Linked DNA regions of Mus musculus: region 2 is linked to region 1. The links are chromatin contacts, called in public Hi-C maps. All regions are on one chromosome and are shown on one strand. The core of a region is the stretch at or near the end of the contact, and the rest is flanking DNA. Distances in the headings are between cores, read along the strand shown.

Evidence for each region. Hi-C and Micro-C count contacts between places; a contact is called where the count stands out from the background.
Region 2: a Hi-C map of cerebral cortex shows a contact between it and region 1, with 2.0 times the contacts expected there. The contact joins two enhancer-like sites. A contact is called at or near these places in 3 of 39 promoter capture datasets (the HPC-7 cell line, hippocampal neurons and neutrophils), 2 of 15 datasets of contacts at CTCF or cohesin (large pre-B cells and pro-B cells), 14 of 484 Hi-C or Micro-C datasets (CD4 T cells, CD8 T cells, Sertoli cells and 8 more) and 4 of 115 datasets of contacts at active chromatin or transcription factors (the HPC-7 cell line, embryonic basal ganglia, embryonic stem cells and 1 more).

What each region holds. Positions count from the first base shown.
Region 1 is chr15:57,764,486-57,768,610 of GRCm38.p6, reverse strand. All of the region lies in intron 2 of Zhx2 (zinc fingers and homeoboxes 2), which reads right to left. Among named protein-coding and RNA genes, the nearest start is that of Zhx2, 72 kb to the right of the region's middle. Within about 2 kb of position 1,885, at least 61 of the 459 cell types and tissues checked have an H3K27ac peak or open chromatin away from gene starts, as enhancers often do. A contact at or near this core is called in cerebral cortex, where this site is marked.
Region 2 is chr15:57,873,626-57,877,476 of GRCm38.p6, reverse strand. It overlaps Derl1 (Der1-like domain family, member 1), which reads left to right. Exons shown (of 8, transcript NM_024207.4): 6 at 7-59; 7 at 1,870-1,980. Among named protein-coding and RNA genes, the nearest start is that of Derl1, 17 kb to the left of the region's middle. Within about 2 kb of position 2,181, at least 18 of the 459 cell types and tissues checked have an H3K27ac peak or open chromatin away from gene starts, as enhancers often do. A contact at or near this core is called in cerebral cortex, where this site is marked.

The DNA of each region.
Region 1 (4,125 bases), core at 636-3,135:
GTGGTTTCTATGGCACGGATTCCACAAGCCCTGTCCTCCTTTAGGGGCAACTGGGTCTCTAGCTTCAGAAAGACAACAGCAACTCTATTCTAGTTCCTCTTCTGAGCATCTTCCTACTGAGCAGAAGTTGGAAAATATGCCAGTTTTGGACCAGCCAGTCAGCTTGTGTCCACATTCCAGCCCTACCACAGTGGGACCTCTGGAAGCCACATACTGTCCTGAACCTTGGGCTCTTCCCTCTGAAAGTCCAGTGACCATGCTTGGGTGATAGCTCAGTCATGATGCCTCCTCACCCCCATGCTCTGTGGCACAGCTCAGTGGAGCTCTCTCACGGTGGCTCTGCGTTGTGACTGGCTTTGGGAGGGTGGATATTAGTGATAACTAAGGCTTCTATATGTCCTGTTATTTTCTCTTTGTAGACTCTACTGTCGCTCCCATGAGGTCATGCCATGGTAAGCCTCTACAGGGTGAATGACTTATCCAGCTTTGGCGTTTGTCATCCTAGTTGAGGTTACCTCATGTCAAGCAGCACACAGTCCATGTTCCCCCTAAACTGACATCAAATATGTTAGCCATCTCATGGAATGAGAGGCCATTGATTTCACCCTTCAGACCTGGGAGCTGACTAAATATGTCCTACTGTCCTCCATAGGCTTATGGGGTTGTTTGATACAAAGCACTACCATGGTAATAAATAACCAAAATAGCCAGAGAAGGGGTTTTAAAAATTGGGGCATGCTATTCCTTAATGACTTTGCCTGTATTTTGGTGCACAATTTGAACTTCCCTTTCTCTGCTTGTTTCTTTGCTCTGGGATACAACAGGCAGGGGCTGTTATTTAACACACACACACACACACACACACACACACACACACACACACACACACATGCACTCGCGCACCTATGCTCGCCATACAGATACTCAGTGAAATCCTAGTAGGAGGAACAGAAAACTGTAAGTCTTATACCTTCCCTTCTGTTTTCCCTTTCTTCTCCCAATCTATTTATTTTAATAAAAGTCTTATATACAGTCTAAATAAACAGGTTATATTTGTTTAAGACAAGCTTTCTGCTGGTGCCAAGAATCTACTTCTTCAACTGTGGAGCCAGACCACGCTCCCTCCCTCGGATACAGCTCATGTCTGCTGCTGCAGGCTCCTTCCTCCGCACCAGAGGCTCTTCCCTGCTTCAGTCCCATGCTGTCAGTGGACATTCCTGGCTTCTGTGGTAGCCGTGGCCGTTTACCTAGGGGATTTTCAAGACTTCATCTAGAGATCCTGGAACTCCATGGCACCTCGATGTCCTCCCTTGCAAAGTGAGGATGGTGAGGATTATATAGTCTCACAGACTTATCTGTGAAATTTCAATGAGATCGTACAGCTCCAAATCAGCCTCAGAGATGCAGAAGAGTAAGCATTTGGTACATGCTAGCTCCTATAATGATAAACGTGGTACTATGGACAAAGAAGTCCTACCTAGCATCTATGTCATACTTGGCATGTCTCACTGTTTTAAATACTTTTCCCTAGGTCTTCTCATGTATTTATTGTGTTTTGAACCCCATGGCAGCTATCTGTGAAGATAGTGCTATATTCCCAATTTATGGATGAGAAAACTGAGAGACCACCGTATTGTTCTCTCCGCTTTAGTTATCCATCCATTTTTCTCATTGCAGATCTAGAGGGTAATGACTTTTGCCTTCAAAAGCTTACTACAGTGCCTGGTGTACAGACTAACTCAATGATGGAGGAGGCCAGAGCGTAGTGATGGTCTTTTCCGTCTTGACACACCCCTTTGAGGCAGGGGTCTGGATCGCCTAATCTCTGCACCTTCTGCTACTGAATCAGCTGCCTTGGACAGATGGCGCTTTGACGAGGAGGCACAGGCTGATTCTCGGCCTGGCATGCACACTCTGGGCTCTCTCTTCACATGCTGTCTTACAATTCAGCCTGACTCAAGGCCCAGGAAGCAGACAAGGCTCTCAGCATCCCCAGATGAGCTGGGGGGTGGGGGGTGGGGGTGGGTTCGGCAGCTCGGTGTAGAAAGCAGTATTTAATAATGCTATCACGCTACCCTGTCCTCATGAAACCGTTGTGACATCCTGCATTTAAAAATGTGACAAGCTTCAATTGCTATGCATGACCCATGTCTGGCATCACAGTGACTCCTGGCCCCAGAGCACCTGCATTTTCTGGTGACAAACAGCTTACAGGGATCAGGGGACGGATGGCTTTGTGCAAAGTTGTCCTCATGGACCCTTCTAAGCCCTCTGTGGTGCGGTTGTTCTGCCCGCCTGTCAGAGTATAATTTTCATTAAATATTAAAGAGCTGTTTGTTAAAATAATGTCGTCATGGCAACAGAGTTGGGTGGGGGTGCCAGAACAGCCTAGCGCTGCCCAAATTGCAGCATATTAATCAAGTGCTTTGCACTACGAAGTGAGCCTTCCTTTGAGCTATCTGGTGACAATGACTCTGGAGGATCCAGGAACTTTTGCAAGCTGCTGGTGCCAAAGATGAAGGCTGTCATGAGGTCCTGGAGCTGAGTTGTGCTTGTTGGATGGGTGGATGGATGGATGGCTGGATGGACAAATGAAGGAATTCTGGAAAACAAATTCTAGCTGTTTGTGTTAGAGCTGTTTCTGACAGATCTTCTGCTTTTCATTTGCCCTTTTATCGTGGGGAGGAGTTTTGCCAGAAAGTTGGGGGAAAAGAGCCAGGACAGCAAATCAGGGGGTGGGGGCACTGTTTCTTTTGCTCACAGGGAGAACAAGTGGCAGCAACAGAGAGGCAAAGTAAAGAAGCTTAGAAGCAGGCTGCCTGGGTCAAATCCTAGCTAGCTCCCTGTACTGTGAGGAGTGACTCACTCTCCCAAACCTGTCCTTCCACCTTTGTCAGCCGACCACAGCTGTGTTGGCTTTGTGTCTGAGGACAGGTGAGAGATGACAAATAATAGCCTCAAATCCCAACCACCCAATTTTCCACTGGCCTGTTATTGCTACGGGCACCGCAGCTCTGGCTACAGAGGTTGTCAATGATACCACTGAAGGACTATTTCAAGGTGCACTCACATTTGAAAGAGCCCAGTGGGTCCTGTCCGCTGCCCAAGTGTTTTCTGAAGTCTGTATGTTCTCCATGGAAGGGGCCAGATGGTGGTCGTACACCACTGTCTGGTGTACGAGGGGATCCATCAAATTGTCATGACCTAGAAGGCTGGGTTCCAGGATTGTGCAGGGCTTTTAAGAGGCGTGGCTTAATGAAGGTGATTAGGTCATTGGGAGTGCCACCCCTGGAGGAGATTAAAGTAGTTCTCTCAGGGCCTTTATTAGTGCTAGGGAGACTAAGGCAACATAATGAAAACAAGCCTGAATCTCTTGTCTCTGGCTTTCTGTCTTGTCATATGTCTCTTCCACACATGCTTCTAACATCCACCAAACAAGCCTCTTATCTTTATATATTATCCAGACTCAGATTTTTTTTTTTTTGTTATAGCAACTGAAAATGGAGCAATACACAGTTTCCATAGAAGAGTCAAGTTTGGGGTTTTTGTTTTGCAGTTATAAACACAGGCAAACATTTTTAGCTCACATTCCACATATACAGCAGAGACATGGCTGGTCCCTGCTGTACCGCCTTAGGAAGAAATACAGAAAAAATGGAGACAAAGCGAAAGGAGACATAATGCTTCCCTTCCTTTACCTGAAAAAGTGGGTTGAAGGGAGAGAGAGAAAGGAGAGAGAGAGGGGGGGGGGGAGAGATCCCCTCAAAGATTTAGAATATCCCCATACCTCAAGGATGAGGCTTCTGAGTGCCCCCTCTGCAGAGTCTTTTTCTCTTCATGCCCCTGCCCCATTAATGCCTTTACTGGCTGACTTCTGTCTGTTGTGTCTTTTCTCTGCTGCTATCTGATGCACCCAAGATCTTTTTCCTTGCCTCTTAATTCTTTAACTGGCAGAGAAAATGAACCCAATCAAGACTCTTAGATGGCAAGAGGGAGGAGGCAGGAACTGGACATTGAGCCACACCATGTTCCCTGGGGCCAGCAGCTGGTAACTGACTTCGGAGCAGGGTCAGAAACAGGAAAGAGACAGCAGGAAAGATGCACACCCAGTAGACCATACACAGC
Region 2 (3,851 bases), core at 932-3,431, 110 kb before region 1:
TCCTAGGCCTGTTACTTACCTTGGGTTATCCTTGGATTCAACTATATCATTGGAGGCTCGTAAGTAATGTTAGATTTATTTATCTGGAGACTAATCCTTGGGAAACTTGATTCATTTTTATTTTCCTTTCTTAGGCTTTTAAAGACTTTAAAGACTGAGTGTTGATATGTTAGAACCTTAGAGAGAAAGGTGTTTGGATATAATTGGTTGCACTACAGGATGTAAGCACCTTTGACATTGGATGGCTATCATTTTGTTAGCTTGTCACTAGACACATTGTGTTTCTAGACCTATTTGTTTGAATAAATATATGCCTGTCTGGATTCAGTATCCATACTGGGCAAATACAGAACTTACTTGCCTTGGTTTGTCTTCGGATCTTATCTGGAAGATTACTGCTTGTTTTCAGACACTCCCAGAATGCCTTGGAAATGGCTACTGCCATAGAAATGGAGATTTCTAGATGAGAAGTACCTCTGTACATGGTTTGATGGTGTAGAACTTTGTTAGGCAGGGTCAAATTTCTCCTCCGTTGGTCTGGAGTTGGTACTGAGATGTAGGAAACCCTTTCATGTTTCCAGTCTTAAGTTTAGAGAGGGACCTTTTAGAAGGAGCTGTCTGGGGAGACCACACAGTGGTTAAGAGCAGAGATTGCTCTTGCAGAGGATCTAAGTTTGGTTCCCAGCACGCATGGTGGGCAGCGCACAACTGCCTGTAACCTTAGCTCCAGGGGTCTCTGATATCTCCAGCCCCTCTGTGCTTGTGCCCATGCTGTGTATACACATAGGCATGCACAACAGTTACAGATATGTATTTTAAATCTTTAAGAATGAGAAGAGCCTTCCTCTGCATGATAGGTGGCACACACCTTTAATTGCAGCACTTGGGAAGCAGAGGCAGGTGGGCCAGCCAGGGTTACATAGCTAAACCCTATCTCGAATAAACCAAACCCAAAACAAAACCCAAGGTAGAGATTTTAAGAGCTCTCATTTCTTTCTTACCAATTTTTCAAGAGTTAGTAGATTGCAAAAGTCCTAACCCTTCTTAGAGCCTGATGTATTGGAGCTAGATGGTCCTTACTACTCCTGTGTATTTCCAGAGAGAAGTGAGTGGCCTGAAGAGAAGGACATTGTAGAGCTTAGCACCTTTTGACATTGGTCAGCCTCTCTCGGCTCCCCTACTACTCGGGCAGAGTGTGGGAAGTTGCAGGTGTTCGTTTGCTCCGGCAAGAATCACGTGGGTAAAGATGGAAGAAGGATATGTAAATAGCAGCCGTGGCTGCTGCAGGTGCCTGTGTGAGCCTGGGAGACCTGAAGAGTCAGTACTGACTTTAGGATGCAGGGCAAGGCTCAGCAGTCCTAAGTGATCTCTGTGTGTCTCATCTCACTGACAGCGATGCAAGAGAGATGCAAACCACAGCTCCAGAAATGTGGGAGCAGTGGTTGCTGTCCATCTTCCTCCCTCCCATGCTCTTCTCTTGGTAGTCTGCGTATTTGTCTGTTTTACAAACATCGTGTGTGTAGGCAAGAGCTCAGAAACTCACTCGCGTTGCGCCTGCCCCACCTCCTGAGACATACTGGAATAAAACTAATGTTTTGAGGATGGACTGGGGTCTTGGAAGAGATGTATGTCAGAGGTGCTTTGGGCCTGGAAGCTGTGGGCCTCATTCGTTCTTCAGCCCTGATTTCCCTCTCCCTCAGAATACGTTTGTCCCTCACTATAAAAGGGCCCATTGTAGAGCTGTCGCCGACTCCCGGGGACGGTAATGGACGACAGTGAACACGACTCTTTCCCATGCTCTTGGCTCCAGCTTGCTGCAGCTCACTGTGTTGCCTGGGTGTCTTTGCACTGACTTGCCTCTCTTTGCAGGGTGATCAATGAGCTCATTGGAAACCTTGTCGGCCATCTTTATTTCTTCCTGATGTTCAGATACCCAATGGACTTGGGAGGAAGGAATTTTCTGTCCACACCTCAGTTTTTGTAAGTTTTCTCTTCTCTTGTTGAACATTGTGTTGTCCTGTGGTTTCAGGTATCCCAACAGGAGACATTTTCATGAGGAGACACTTCACTGCCCTCTCTAAGCGAGAAAGAAATTCGAGCCAATAAAGTTCTTACTGTGGTCACAGTCAGGAAACCAGGGATTCATGCCACAGCTTAGTCCCTTTCATAACATCTGGGTAAAGATCACTGACTGGGTTAAGCCGTTACAAAGATCACCTATGCTGAGCAGGTCGAGTTATTTGGTGCTACTTTAGAGTGCCAACAGTAGGCTGGGGGACAAGTGTCATAAAGGATAACACTGCTTTTTTTTTTTTTTTCTTGAAACATTGGTTTCACCCATGATGTTGACTGAGAAGTTAGCTCATTATTTGCTGTTTTTAAAATGTGTTTTTATTTGTTCTTGTTTTAGGGACAGGGTCCCTGCTATATAGCTCAGGCTTACCTTAAACCCTCTATCCTCCTGCCTCAGTCTTCCAAGTGCTAGAACCATCGGTGTGCCACCCCCTGCCTGGTTTAAACTTTCATATAGTAAATGCTATAGACTAGAACTTTTGTAGATTGTTTAAAGTTTGAACGAGAGACTTGAGATTTCCGACTCCTTGGAAGCAGGTGCTTGGTCGTTCTCTTTTTTAGAGTGAATTAAGTAGAAGAGGCCAAGGGCAAGAACTCCGGATCAGATGCCATTCCCTTTGTGTGCTGTTTTTGATACTGGGGAAGTTACTTATTAAAACCTCCAATTTTTGGTTCATAAGTCTGAGTTGAAAGGCTGTCCCTTTCTCATAGGACTGGGTAGAGCAAGACTCATTATTGGAAGCATAATGGTGGGTAGTGGGTTAATGACATAGTACTGGGTTCTGGGTTAATAAAAGCCCTGTGCCTGATGTCTCCGGGAGGGCTGGTGGCTGAGAAGAGATGCTCAAACACTGGAGTGTGTAAGTAGCATGACCCTTCTGTCAGTGAAGCAAAAGGCTTGAAATCGGGACCAGTCAAATCACCTTATGAGTGTCCCAGCCTGCCTGACAGTCACACCTAATCCCACGAGGGAGATGGTATAATGTCTTGCATCTAAGAGTTTAAAAGACGGGACCCCTTTGAATCAAGATGTTTCTTTAATGTCTGCAGTTCTCTTTCTTTTCAAGGAGTAGGTGAGGGCAGAAACACTTTTAGCAGTCCCCTTCCGCCCCAGCTCTGTGCAGGTTAGGGTGTGTTTGTAGAAGACATTTGATTGCGAACTATAATCAGAAAACTCCAGTGGCTTGTTTGTTTTTAAAAGAGAGTAAAATGAAATTTGTTTCTCTTTGTGCCTCGGGTTGCTTTCAGGCTGAAAAATAAATGACCAGTGTGTTTTCTAATTACCAAAGGACACAGTAGCCGCAGGTTGGGATTTTTGTTCTAGATTTATCAAGTAGGCTGGCAGATGTATCCGCTTTACAAAGCCTGTGCTCTGGGGAGTAGCCAACAGTCACTTTACCGTAAATGGCTATTTTCTGATTTAACAGCTTACAGATATTTTTGAATTGTGAACAAAAGTGTAGAAAATTCCAACAGTAAAATTCTGGGAGCACACTGGAGCCAGCCTTCCACTTGAGTTTTCTCTGTTGGTGGATGCCCTTCTGTTAAATTTTGCATAAAGATCAGATGGTAAAATGTAGCTCCTTGCAAAAGCAGTAACTGCTTTGGAATTACCATAAATTTTTGTTGATTATGTATAATTGGGTGTCTTTTTATTCTAATTACTGGCATTTAATTTCACTCTGAGCTTAAGCAATGAAGCTGGCTTCTATATTGTCTATATGCAGCAGAGGAGACAGCCCCAGTGCCTTTCTCAAGTGCTGTGTTTTATTATGTAC